3 separate regions of the Sus scrofa genome follow, and all the other regions are linked to region 1. A link is a contact called in public HiChIP or PLAC-seq data. All regions are on one chromosome and are shown on one strand. The core of a region is the stretch at or near the end of the contact, and the rest is flanking DNA. Distances in the headings are between cores, read along the strand shown.

Evidence for each region. HiChIP or PLAC-seq counts read pairs in DNA pulled down with a chosen protein or histone mark.
Region 2: a contact with region 1 is called in an H3K27ac HiChIP or PLAC-seq map of alveolar macrophages. The contact joins two enhancer-like sites. A contact is called at or near these places in 2 of 2 datasets of contacts at active chromatin or transcription factors (alveolar macrophages and skeletal muscle).
Region 3: an H3K27ac HiChIP or PLAC-seq map of alveolar macrophages shows a contact between it and region 1. The contact joins two enhancer-like sites. A contact is called at or near these places in 9 of 47 Hi-C or Micro-C datasets (alveolar macrophages, brain, embryonic fibroblasts and 6 more) and 1 of 2 datasets of contacts at active chromatin or transcription factors (alveolar macrophages).

Annotation. Positions count from the first base shown.
Region 1 is chr5:27,455,240-27,460,114 of Sscrofa11.1, forward strand. The region is part of intron 2 of PPM1H (protein phosphatase 1H); the gene reads right to left. Among named protein-coding and RNA genes, the nearest start is that of PPM1H, 110 kb to the right of the region's middle. Within about 2 kb of position 1,827, at least 2 of the 83 cell types and tissues checked have an H3K27ac peak or open chromatin away from gene starts, as enhancers often do. A contact at or near this core is called in alveolar macrophages, where this site is marked.
Region 2 is chr5:27,263,896-27,268,441 of Sscrofa11.1, forward strand. No RefSeq gene overlaps it. Among named protein-coding and RNA genes, the nearest start is that of MIRLET7I, 13 kb to the left of the region's middle. Within about 2 kb of position 3,161, at least 4 of the 83 cell types and tissues checked have an H3K27ac peak or open chromatin away from gene starts, as enhancers often do. A contact at or near this core is called in alveolar macrophages, where this site is marked.
Region 3 is chr5:27,675,903-27,680,561 of Sscrofa11.1, forward strand. No RefSeq gene overlaps it. Among named protein-coding and RNA genes, the nearest start is that of PPM1H, 110 kb to the left of the region's middle. Within about 2 kb of position 2,624, at least 4 of the 83 cell types and tissues checked have an H3K27ac peak or open chromatin away from gene starts, as enhancers often do. A contact at or near this core is called in alveolar macrophages, where this site is marked.

The DNA of each region.
Region 1 (4,875 bases), core at 577-3,076:
GTGATTCTATGAATCCACGCATATGTTAACATTCATAAAACTGGACACCCAAAGGACAGTTAACTATACTGTGTAAGAATCTGTAAATAGTAAAAAAATAGAATGTGCAGCATTTTGTCCAGCATATAAGAGAAACAATCTAAAGCAACTATAATTACTTACACTCACTGTTCAATGGCGCAGTGGCGGGGCGTGGGCACCATGAACAGGCAAGGAGCAGTAAGGACCAACCCCCCGACCAGGAAACCAAGCTGTACACTTCAGCCCCTGCCTTTCAACCCTGCCAGGAGGATGCTCACTGTCCTCCACTGTGCGACTCCACTCACTTCCCTTCTACTTACTTCCCTTTCCCTGTGGAAAGTCTACGTTCAAAGGATACCTACAGAGTACCTATTGTATTAAATCCTCACCCCACCACCATAACATGGGCGTCCTTACCCCATTTTATCTTGATATAGAAGAATCAAGTAACTCTAAGTGGTAATACCAGGACTTGAACCCCATTCTTCAGGTTCCAAGTTACAGAATCCCAATTTCCTAATACATGCAACTTTGTGTAATTAATCTCCCTAGCTTCTGTGACTCTTTAGCACCACGGCACTATTTTATTTTGTGTGTTGCTTATTAGCAATTGTGTACACATCCTAGGCCACTGGCGGACTGTTCCAAATTCTTGGCAGTGGCCACACGTTACTCTCTGTAGACATCAGAAAATGTTGTTGAGCTATCAGTTCAGGATAACAAAGCTCTACACCTGGAAAATCAAACTCTTCCAGTTTAGAATAACATGTTCTTGACATAATTTCAAATTTTCATTTACCAAAAAAAAAAAAGTCTTATATGTAATTTACAACACACCACACACCAAACACACACACACACACACACACACACACACACACACACACACACACACTCCTATCCCTTTTCAGGAATACATCTGCAACCAGACAAAGATTCCAGAAGGTAACAAATTGGAAATTTAAAAGTCAAAGTTTCTTTTTTACAATTTCTCTATAGTAGGCTCAAAGTTATATGCTCCTTTCTCTAAGGTTCTAGAAACTGCTTTTTAATCACATTGCTTATTATCTTTTTCGTATTTTCATGATCATCTCCTGTGCCAGAACTTAAAACAAGAAGTCCTAAATGGAAAGGGCTCCTTGGGCCTTTTAACAGGAATACACCTGCTCCAAACAGAAATGTATCCATCAAACAAGTAGCTAAAGTAAGTTTTGAGACAAGTAGTGTGTGTCCACGCAGCTTCAGGTGTAATAACGCCAGCTCAGCTAAGCAAGGATGTCAAAAATCTGTAGCATCAGTTCAGCCCCCTTGAAGCAGAGGCCATATTGCCTGCCCCTCAGCTCTGGGGGACCCAGAGGCAAGAGAGCAGACATGAGCCATCTGGAAGGCACTGAGCAGCCCCTCCTACAGCATGCTGACCAAGAAGGGGAGATTCCAGAGAAAAACTCCAGTGTTCCCTGTGCAGCCCGACAGAAGTGTTTAGATGTAAGGCAGGAAATACAAAGAAAACTAAAAAAATGGGGTCTGACACATTTGTACCTGCCCGAGGAAACCAGGCTTTGCATCCTTACCCCCACTGCACAAGCTGTAACAATTTGCAAACCCCCTTGTTGCTCTCCCTCTGGGATGAGCACTTCCCAAAAGAGAGCATGCAAAAGTAGAGAGGGAGCTTCAAATGCTCAGTCAGCAAGTTAGAGGAAAATTGGAATCAGAAATTCTCTTGTCTTTTTCCACCTAACATAGAAGAAGAAATTAAGCGTGGCTAGGATTTCTCACACAGCCTGACACGGGCGCCCTCGTGTGGTCAGCACGTCTCGACAGCCATGGAGCACTGGTGTTTATTGTGACCTATTGCTGGGGACACGGGCCCACAATAGGTGGTCTTCCACATGACACCATGAAGTTTTAAACTAATTACCCCTCACTAACTAGACCACAGCTTTTAAAAACAACTCCTGCAAAAAAAATTACTGATAGAAAACGAGCAAATAAGATGTCACGGCTAGCACGTCCTACCCCAAGCCATGACAACTAGCCCTATCTGACAATAATAATAATCATTCCAGCCCAAAGTATCTGAAGTGATCAAGGAGACAGCTGAACTATGGATTTATGTTCGCTTTTTTATTTGTTAAAAAGCCACACTCGCGGCATATACGACGTTCCCAGGTTAGGGGTTGAATCTGAGTTACAGCTGCTGGCCTACACCATGGCCACAGCAAGGTGGAATCCGAGGCACATCTGTGACCTACACCACAGCTCACGACAATGCCGGGTCCTTAACCCACTGAGCGAGGCCAGGGATCGAACCCACATCTTCATGGATGCTAGTCGGGTTTGTTTCTGCTGCACCACAACTCCATGTTCGCTTTTGTTGGTGACACATTGTGTCTTGAAATATGAGTTAATGGAAACAGGAGTCTCTGCTCTTAGCAAGACAGTAAATGGGTTGATGTGTGAAAAACACTCAGAACAATGCCTGGCATATAATAAACACCATGTAATTGTTAGTCCTTATTATTTTAAAATGTTGCCTTTTTATCTTTATTGCCTTTAAATTATTTTAAAACTATTTAATGTATTGTTATAACTATTAAATATATACTAAATGGATATTCAGTGGTATGGTTATATATCAACAAATGAACACATATATTGGGGGTACATACTAAAATTATTGCCTTGAACTGATGGTTTGGAGACTGCAACTTGAAATAGCTGTCCTGCGATGGGGGGAAACAGTGACCCCCCCCACTGGGCTGCCTTCCCCGAAGACACATTTGACCTTCCACTTCCCTTCCCTGCCCCAACCCGTCAGGGTATTCGAGTAACCTGAGGAGGGTCTTTATCGACAACATGAAAGGAGTATCACAAAGGCGGAACCCCCACTTGGACTGAAGTCCCTTGGTCGATAAAAAGCTCAGTATGAGCATGGAATGCACTTGCCCCCCTCCGCTCTTGCCAAAGAAACGAGATTATGGATTTGCCACTGGGGAAACAGAGCGCCGACACATGTCCCTTGGATCCCCGCTTGTAAGCTGTGGTATGGCTCGTGTTCCATCAAGTTTCTGGCCAGGTTTCAAGGTATTGCATGAGGATGATAATGCAGAATTAGAAAATCTGTTTTAGGCCTTTCCCCCACAGAGCTTGCAATCACCAGTTCTTCATCCAATCTCAGGGCGGCACAGTAAGAGGAGGAAGAATAAATAAGTGGATGACGAAGCCGAGGTGTTGGGGAAGCTTGAGGAACTACGTGACGAGTCCTTCCCAGGCCCACATTCTACTGCTGTCCACTTGGACTCATGCCCACAGAGCGTCGGTAGCCTGTTGCTTCTCACCATCCTTCTCTGTCTGACTAAATTATTCAGATCATTTGTTCCCGACCGGGAAAGATCCCTAATTCTCATATAGAAGAACACGCCTACTTTCTCAGGGTCTGACAACACGCAATGCAGATCTCTTTGGTTCACTTCCTTTGCTTTATGAGATGGCAAGATGTAAGATAAGTAGCTTTGGCTTTGTTTGTACGTGGCAGTTTAGTCCCGTATGTTAAAACGCTATTAAATAAATATTCATTTCTGAGTGGTAGGAAGGATAAAGTTTGTGACAGTTTTGGCTAAATCGTGTTGCGGTTTATTCTAGATGTGAAAATTAGCTCGGGAATGTTCTCAAGCTATAACTTTACACATCAAAGACGTCTCCCTAAATTAGCTTACAGTAGAAACAGAAATAATGCGAAACCATACTGAAATGCAGCTGCTAACTCAACTATCAGAATAACTGCAGGCAATATTACCTGAGCACTCCCTACATGCCAGGCACTGTTCCGAGCACTTTTTGTAGTTTTAACTCATTTTTTAATTTGTTTGCTTCACTTAGCTTCATTACATGAAAAAACATATTTATGTGCATATGAAACATTAATCATATTTATTCATCATAGACCTCAAAAATAGTTCTTAACTTTGCCTAAAGTGGAGCGAATGAAGGAAGTGGAAGAATAACTATAGTATATTAATAGCAAAGATTTCTGCAATTAGGCACACCTCTGGTTTCCCTGGTTTATTAACGCCTTTAATTCTAATAACCCTGTGAGGTAGGAACTATCATCCCCAATTTACAGATGAGGATACTGAGGCATCGAGAGGTCAACTAGTCTCACAAGGTAACATCTAATGAGTGGCAGAGCTGGGATTCAAACTCAGACACTCGTTATTCAATAAGAAAGCTCTTCCCACTTGCCTTGGTTTCATGCAAACGATGGCCTTCTATAATTTAGCGAGAAGTGGGCCATAAGGACAATATGATGAACAGTTTCATTTCTATTCTGTTCTTGACCTGCGTCAGGACGAGCTGGTACCCAGTTTCTGAGCTGACAGGGGAGACTGCTAAATAATTCCTAATTCACAAGAGAAATTGCACACCTATAAATGTAATAAAATTCATTATGTAATAAAAAAAGAGAAATCATAATGGAAATGAGACAAATTTTAGCATCAAATTACATCGAAATTTCATACACATACACACACACACACACACATGAACATTAGGAGTTATTCTTCCTTCATTTCAGACTTTTCTAAAGAGATGTTCCTGCCACGTTTCTGAACTGCTAATGGATAAAGAGGCAGCACGTTACCAGTATGAACAGACTCAGAGGCCAGACTGCCTGGGCCTCCAAGCTCCACACCTTCCCGCTCAGTGCCTCAGTTTCCTCATCAGTAAAATAAAGCTAGTAACAGCACATATTATGTATGTATTATGAGGTCACATGAATCAATACTGGCAAAGCCAGACAATATTCATGTCTGGCATATGAATGCTGAGTATTGGGTTTAAAAGAAATAAAAA
Region 2 (4,546 bases), core at 1,911-4,410, 190 kb before region 1:
CACCATTTCACCAGTTAGGGATTCTCCAGGAGTCTAGTCTGACCGTAAATGAAGGTTGAAGAAGCAGAAAGGTCCGCCACCTGCTTCTCTTCACAATTCCCAAGAAGTCACACACCCAGAAAACATAGTATCTCCAAAGACAGCATGCAGATTCTAAAATGACCTGGGGGCATTTTGGTCCAACATCCATCTTTTTTTACCATGGGCCTCTTTCCCCCCCCCCAATCAATAGAAATAATTTCGATGTCTTTCTGTGTTACTCTAAAAACAAGTAATATTCCTCTTCTCCAAAAGTCGTAGTCAGGTAGATGTAGTATAAAAGTGGTTGTGATGAGATGTCAGGTCTTCTGTATTTTATTTTATTTTTTTCTTTTTAGGGGCACATCCATGGCATATGGAAGTTCCCAGGCTGGGGTCAAATCAGAGCTACAGGTGCCAGCCTACGCCACAGCCTCAGCAACTTAGGATCGGAGCTGCGTCTGTGACCTACACCACAGCTCACAGCAATGGAGGATCCCCGACCTACTGAGCGGTGCCAGGGATTGAACCCACAGCCTTATGGATACTAATATGGATAGAATTTGTTTCTGCTGCGCCACAATGGTGGAACTGCTGTATTCTTTTAATGTGAAAAAAAAATTCTTGTAAAGCAAGAAAAATAAGGTGGTGGTGTTATAGATGTACACGTAGCTTGTGCACTGTTAGACTATTGGAAGGAGTTACGATGATGAAATGCATGCAGTTGAGTGAGGCTAAGTGGAAAGTCATGTTAGGGGACAGATGGAGTTTTGAAGTGCTAAGAAAATGATTTAGTAAAACTGGGGCTATAAAACTGAAAGAATGTGGAGCTTCAGAATTCAGGAGCTCTGGGAATAGAAAAGCCATAAGAGCAAGAACAAGAAGAGATTAGCTGGAAACCAGAGTGCACCCCCAAATGAACTTTGGAAAAAGGATCTAGAATCATCCACTCAGTCATTTTTTAAAACAGTTTATTTGTGTATTTTTCAGGTATCAAGATGAATAAGAAGTAGTTCCTGCCCTTAAGGAGCTTTTCTAGTTGAGGAAATAAACATAGATAAATAACAAAACAAAAAAACAAGTGCTCTGTGGATCCGTATACAGCAACATGTCATGGGGAGGCAGAACACTGAGCAATCAGTTTCCATCTGGATCGTGATCAGGGTATCAGTACAAGAGCCATGAGGAATAAGCATGTTTTCAATATGACAAGAATGAAGGAATGGGCATTTATCGATATAAGAGCAACATGAGAAAAGTTATGGGTGCACTAGAAGACATGGACCTTGAGAATTCTCATTGTGGCATGGCAGAAAGGAATCTGACTAGTATCCATGAGGATGCAGCTTCAACCCCTGGCCTGGCTTAGTGGGTTAAGGATCTGGCGTTGCCGTGAGCAGTGGTGTAGGTCACAGATGCAGCTCCGATTCAACCCCTAGCTTGGGAACTTCCATATGCTCCAGATGTGGCCCTAAAAAAGACAGAAGAATAAAAGTAAAAGATGTAGACTTTCAAGGAACATATATGGTCTAATATAGGTGTTACATAGGAATGTGGGACCAGGGCATATGTGGTGATGAAGTCAAAGAGGCTGGAAATAGAGTGACCTACAAGAGTAAGGAATTTTGACCTTTTTTTTTTCTTTTAAATTGAGATATAATTTGACATGTAACATTATATTAATTTCAGGTATACAATAGAATGATTTGATATATGTATATATTGCAGAATGATCACAATAAGTCTAGTGAACATTCATCACCACACAGTTAAAATTTTTTTTCTTGGGATGAGAACTTTTAAGATCTATGCTATTAGCAACAGTATTGTTAACATCACCGGATGTACATTACGTCCTCATGATGTAATTATTTTGGAAGTCTGTACCTTTTGACCACCTTCACCCATTTTGGCCATTCCCCACCCCTTGCCTCTGGAAACCACCGATCTATTCTCTGTTTCTATGAATTTAGTTGTTATTTAATTTTATGTTTTAGATGCCATATATAGGTGAGGTCATATGGTATTTATTTTTCTCTGACTTAACTTCACTTTGCATAATGCCCTCAGGGTCCATCCATTTTGTTACATATGGCAAGGCTTCATTTTTTTTAAATGGCTGAGTAATATTCCATTGGATTTATATATAATCACATTTCCATTCATCCATTGATGAAGACTTAGGTTGCTTTCATATCTTGCCTGTTGTAAAAAAAGCTGCAGTGAACACGGGGGGTTCCTGTATCTTTTTGAGTAAGTGTTTTCGTTTTTTTTAGATAAATACCCAGAAGTGAAATTGTTGGAATTGGCAGTTCTATTGGCAGGAACCTCTAGACTGTTTTCCATAGTGGCTGCATCTATTTACATTCCCACCAGCAATGCACGGTGATTTTCTTTTCTCTCCGTCCTTGCTAACACTTGTTATTTCTTATCTTTTTGATGATAGCCCTTCTAACAGGCATGAGGTGGTATCTCACTGTGGTTTTGATTTGCATTCCCCTGATGATTAATGATGTTGAGAACCTTTTCAGGTACCTGTTGGCTATCTTCTGTCTTCTTTGGAAAAATGTCTGGATCCTCTGCCCATTTTTTAATTGAATTGTTTTTGCTACTCAGTTATATGAGTTCTTTATGTATTTTGGATATTAACCCCTTATCAGATACATGATTTGCAGATATTTTCTACAGTGTGGTAGGTTGTCTTTTTGACTAGTTTAGAAATAAGAAACATTTCTGTCTTTTGAGGAGAGAAGTTACACAAGGACAAAAGAAAATTACACATACAAAACTTGAGGGAAGTGGTAGGGGAAGAAGGGCTGCTTCTGAATGAGATGAGAGTGTTGGTAAGTGGAAAGAGGAAAAATGAGAGGAAATGTGAAGATTCAGGATTGAATGAATACATAATAGAAGAGGGATAATCGATAGGGCAAGATCTTGTGTTATTATAGCATCGACTCTATTTTTGTGTGGAAAATGTGTATATTAAAAGCATCCTAGAAATATGTTTGCTATTTGTCTATAGTAACATCTGAAAACACATTTGAAAGTGCTTTAGAATAGGCACTTAAAGAAAGGGCCAGATATTAAATATTGTAGGCTTTGTGGGTCACATGTGGTCTCTATTGCATATGCTTCTGCTTTTCTTCCTTTGCTTTCTTCTTTTTCCTTCCTCTTTAAAACTGTAAAATCATTCTTAGCTCATTTGCCATACTAAAAACAGGCCATTGGCCAGATTTGGCCTGTAGGTCATAGTTTGCTGACCCTTGCTTTAGAACTTAATTATCCTAATAGAACATTTGGTTCCACCACCCGACCAAAAAAAACCCTTTTCTCTCTCTCTCTCAATAAGTGAAGACAGAAATAGGTCTTTCTTTGAGAATAAAACATTTTAATACATTTGAATGTATATGACCCCTGACCATCATCACTCAGATTTGTGAAGATAGTCTGTTTCCTTCTCTGGACCATAATGGCAGGTGTAACAAATAATGTTTAACAGAACAAATAATGTTTAACAGAAATAATACTGCGTGACATCTGAAAACAGGATTATGAGAGGTGATACACCTTCTGCCCCTCTCTCCTCTCTTCTTCTCTCTCTCCACATACATTTGGAGCTCTAAGGTGCCGTGTAGTAATAGCTACCCTGAAGTTTCCGTGCTGAAAAGACCATGGGGAGATCACATAGACATAGGGAGAGATGTCTGAGGAAACCCAGCTGTTCCTGCCCCCAGCTATTTTAAGTCTTCCCAGAGCAGGCACCATGCATATGAATGAGCAAGTCCCAGATGATTTCAGTACCAGCTACCATCTGCTGCAAGCTCATGAGACACCCTAAGCAAGAAACTTAGTCAAGCCCCAGAACCATGAGAGACAATAGTAAAACTGTGGTTGTTGTTTTAAGCCAAAGTTTTAGGGTAATTTGTTACATAGCAATAGATAATCAGAAATGATTTTGAGACCTGGAAATGGAGTGTTATTAGAACAAAACCTAAGACATATGGCAGTGGCTTTGCAGCTGAGCTGCCTGCATACGTTGGAAGGGCCTTGAAGAGATTAACAGCAGAAATCTGATGGATCTTGAGGTTGTCAGTAGGGCTTAAAGGAAAGTGAGGAGAAAAGTTATTAAAGCTGGGGGAAAAGCCCTTGTATGATAATGTAGAAATACAAAATACACTTAACGAACTTATAGATAAGCCTGAACAGTTTTCAGGCTAAAGTTTTAAACTTTTACCTGGTTTAAAAGAGCTGATATGAAATACTAGTAATGATGAGCTAGAGAAGAAATTACTCCGTTTTCAAGCAAAATTTTGAGGAAATACATTAAGTCAAAACTTGCTGGGTTAGAAAATAAAACCCTTTTCCGACTGCCAGTCTCTTGCAGCAGCATATTCCCAAAGTAAGGAAAAGGGTCTCAGGACAAAATCAGATTCACATCTCTGTTATAAAAAGTTCTCAGGGTAAAGATGAAGCTAAAGATTTGATTGTGAAATCCTTTTTTAAGACACCAGAAGAGGGAAAAATTTGC
Region 3 (4,659 bases), core at 1,374-3,873, 220 kb after region 1:
GAATTTATTTTTTAGAAAAGAACATATACCAATATTGTGAAAACCTTTTACTCTCAAAGTATTTCTAACATTAACCCTTTCCAATGAAAATCAGCCTTTCTAGAGGAATTGTTAAATAATAGAGCACTGGACATCTGGTCAGGACAGTTAAGTTCTTGATCACTGGTGTCTGGGACACCTTAGACAAATGATGTAACCTCCCCCTCCCCGAGCCTGAGTTTCCTTTTCTGTAGAGGACTTGAATTAGGCTAGTAGTTATTGATAGGTTCAAGTAACTGCAAGGGAAACCAGTGCTGTTAGGCATTCATGGGGGAATATGAATGGATGAGGCAATTCAGAGGGCATGTTGATAGTGTCTATTAAATATTTTTATACCTTACAATTACAAAAATGGTAACCACCTAAATGTCCCTAAAGGAGCAAATATCTAAATAAATAGTGCTATGGTCTTGGTAAGTGTTATGCAGCAATTAGAAGAAATGTAATGTGGACCAACCTGGGTAGTTCTCCAAGATTATGCTGAGTAAAAATCTAGCTACAGAATGCTATTCCCTGTGGTAACTTTTATCTGAGGTGATGTCATCAATTTCTTTCTTGTTTGGACATGTCATTCTTCCAGCAATAGGCTGAATTTCTTCCTGCCCTCCCCTTGAATCTGAGGTGGTCTTAATGACTTCCTTAACCCATAGAATATGGCAGAAGTGATTCTGGGACTTCTGGGGTTAGGTTGTTAGAAGTTTTGCAGCTTCCTTCTGGGTGTCTTGGACCTAGTTATTATAACTCTTCCTCTGGGGAAAAGTCATCTATTATGTAAAAAGTGCAGTTGTCCTGAGAATGGGGTGTGTGGAGAGCAGAAGATGCCAGCCAGCCCTTGCCATTCTAGCCATCTCAGCTGGAGGCAACAGACATGTGAGTGAAACTGCCATCTTGGGCATCACAGCCCCAGTAGATGCCACGTAGAGGAAGACCCAAGGTCCTACATATACGGCCCAGTCAAGCCATCCCAGTCCTCCCTAGTCTTTTTTTTTTTTTTTTTTTTTTTGTCTTTCTGCCATTTCTTGGGCCGCTCCTGCGGTATATGGAGGTTCCCAGGCTAGGGGTCGAATTGGAGCTGTAGCCGCCGGCCTACGCCAGAGCCACAGCAATGCGGGATCCGAGCCGCATCTATGACCTACACAACAGCTCAGGGCAATGCCGGATCTTTAACCCACTGAGCAAGGGCAGGGATCGAACCCGCAACCTCATGGTTCCTAGTCGGATTTGTTAACCACTGCGCCACCACGGGAACTCCCCAATCCTCCCTAGTCTTTTGAGGCCCCAGAGGCTCCCAAGAGGAGCCATCTCTGCCATGTTCTGCCCTAGTTTCTGACTCACTGAATTGTGGACATAATAAATGTTAGTTATTTTACACCAGTAAGTTTTTGTGTGGTTTGTTACACACCAATGGATAACCAGAACAACACGATACGTTGTGCATTAGAACACACACACAAAAGCCCAGATATTTCTTGTGTGTGTGTGTGTGTGTGTGTTTGTGTGTGTGTGTGAAAGGGGGGGGAGGGGGAGAGAGAGAGAGAGATCTAGAAGGATAAACTCTAAATTGATGACAATATTTATGTTTAGGTCAAAGAGGAGGTCAAGCAGGATTCAACATGGAGATCCTTAAAAGGGACTTTATCCCTTTGTACAATCAGGGTTCAGTTAGGAAAATGGAAGTTACTGTGTAGATTCAGGTAGGAGGGGCTTGAATTTGGGTAATTAGATGTTGCAGAAAGGGCAGGAGAAGAGAAATAAAGTAGGGGAAGGCTGACATGAATCAGTTGTGCCACTAACTCGAAGAGAGTGAGGAAATTGCAGGAGTTGCAGGAAGGAACTTGGGATGGTCCCGTCTGCTGGGAGAGCGGAAATGCTTGGAGGCGGTTGGGAAGCTTCACAGTCACAGAACATCTGTCCACACAGTGTGGGAGCAAGGATGGGTGTGTTTCCCTTCTGCCTTCCAAACCTTGACTGAATGCCTCCCATTGGTGAAAGTTGACTTGGAATCTTGTTGCCAAGGGGTTCCAGGAAATATAGAACAGGGAATGTAGGGCATTGTGCTCAGATGCCAACAGAAAACCCTGCTCTGAAAAAAATTGTGAAACACTAGCCTTCTAAAGTGTATAAAATTGAAAGTTGCTTCAGCTGGTAACTCTTGTACAGAGTCGTGGATTTTCAGCTTCAGCTCAGTAAAAAAGTAATCATTTTCAGTTTTATTTTTGTATCTTTCACACTTTGACAGCAGGGAGTGAGGCGGTAAGACAGATTCTGAAGGTGGTTCCATGATCTCCACCTCCTAGTATTCACTCTTTTGCGTCTTTCCTCTCCCCTTGAGTCTGGGTGGCACCTGTTACTGGCTTCTAAATGTTAGGGCAAAGGTCATGGAGGGACGTATTTAAGAGTTAGTGACCATGTGATTACACTGCATATATTGGAAGCTCTGGTCTTGCTGGATTCTCTCTCTCCAGAGCTGACTGAGGAAGAAAGTAGCCATGTGATAAGAAACTGTGGGCAGGCAGGATGTAGGAGCTGAGAGCAGCCACTGGCCGCCAGCCAGCAAACCCGGAAGCTCTCAGTCACAAGGACCTGTTTGCTGTCAACAACCATGTGGGTAGGGAGGTGGATCTTCCACGGCCAAACCTCCAGATGAGACCTAGCCTTGGCTAATACCTCAGCTGCAGCCTAGGAGGATCCCAAGCTAAGCCATGCCCAGACTCCTATCCCAGGAAGCATGAGATAGAAAATGCATATTGTCTTAAGCCACTAAGTTTGTGGTACTGTCATTATGCAGCAATAGAAATCAAATACAGTGACTTTTTCTACCTCTGCTTGGGCCTGGCTCTGTTGTGGACCCCTGAGGCCATACTGCGGTGTTCTGGTGCTTAATTAGACCCCTCCTCTGGCAGTGGTCACCAAAGTGGGGGACAGAGAGGGGAGTGTCAGCCTTTGGTGTGGGCACCATGATCTGTAGGCATATGAAAACATTTGAAATCTATTTATTTTCTCTAAAATTATAAGAAGGAATTTAAGCTTTTGAAATATTCAACCTATAGATTGATGCTCACTTGGTTCAGTTCACATGTCATAGGGTCACAAATTGTGGGGATGGGTGAGGTACTTTTAGAGCAGAACAGGAGTCTACCCATGGAAAAGGGCTCACACACAAGTGGCGGTTTCACTCCTTCCTTCTTTTTAGTGCATTGTGACATGTGGCAGTGCAGGGGACTTAGTAAGATAATCTTCCCCAATGAACCAGTGGCATAAAGAGATTCTTACAAAGAATGTAAAGAACTCTAAAATAATACTAACCTGCAAGAGTAAGTTTCTATAAGAACATAATAATGCTGACATTTTTTATTAGTGTAAACTTTTTCACATTATGAAATTAAAGCAATGATAATATAATCTTACATAATAAAATGCAAAATTAATAAACATATTATTTGAAATATGAATGGATGCAAATATTACAGCATGTCTTTGTGGGATTACTTCTTTAGCTTCTGTAATGTTAATACCAACTATCCAAGTAAATTCAAACCTTTGGATTGTGGCAGTCAGAGAAAAAAGGGCGTGAGAACAAAAGGTATTTTTGTGGCCCTAAAGCAAAGATGCAGAATTATTTAAAATAATTTATCACATATTTAAATCATTTAAAAATTCTATTCTTGTGTGTTTTGAAATATTCCTATGTGAAAATTATAGACATGGAGGTAAGATTCAATTGTATTGGTATTACAAAACATTATTATAATATTTAAGAGATCAAAACCTGTTTTTATACCCATAAAAAGGAAATAAAATATATAAATACATAAACATATTTTTATTTCATCTTTATTTCATGATATTTATTTTTCTGTTTGAATATGAAATAGATATGCATATTTGTAATTTATAAATACATACCTGTATATTAAGGATGGTGTGCCTGTATATTTTTGCTGCTGGGGTACAAAATCAATTTGTTTGAAGATCTGCTCTAGTGAATAAGAATACCTGGTGTATATAGAATTGAATAGGTGGGTATTTCTGATGTTGTTCAGACTTATAATGAGACCAAGAGTGTCTCTAGGTTGGAGCTCAGGGCCCCACTGTACATGGATGCATTCTACAGAGTTTATGGGAAGACACAGAGACCAGGGAAATTCAATTTAGTTATTTAGTTAGTAAATTCAATTCCTTGGTTAACTTTCCAGTCATTGTGGGGTGATTGAGAAGGGGCTGGATTCCTGTCTCCAAGAGCTTATTATGTCATTGTCATTGTAGAGAAAGACATAAATGAGCACATGAGTGCTCTAATAAAGATATAAAGTAGTCTGTGATGGAATTTAGAGAAAGCAAATATATTGAGGACTCTGGACTATAAACCATACTTTGGACCTCAGGCTAGTTACATACTGTTGTGTATTGCTTTCTTAGTTTGTAAAACTGAAATAATAGTACCTCCCTACATACCTGAAAGGTCATCATGGGGTTAAAATAATTAAAAGTTGAGAACTTGGAATTCCCGTCGTGGCACAGTGGTTAACGAATCCGACTAGGAACCATGAGGTTGCTGGTTCGATCCCTGCCCTTGCTCAGTGGGTTAAGGATCCAGCATTGCCGAGAGCTGTGGTGTAG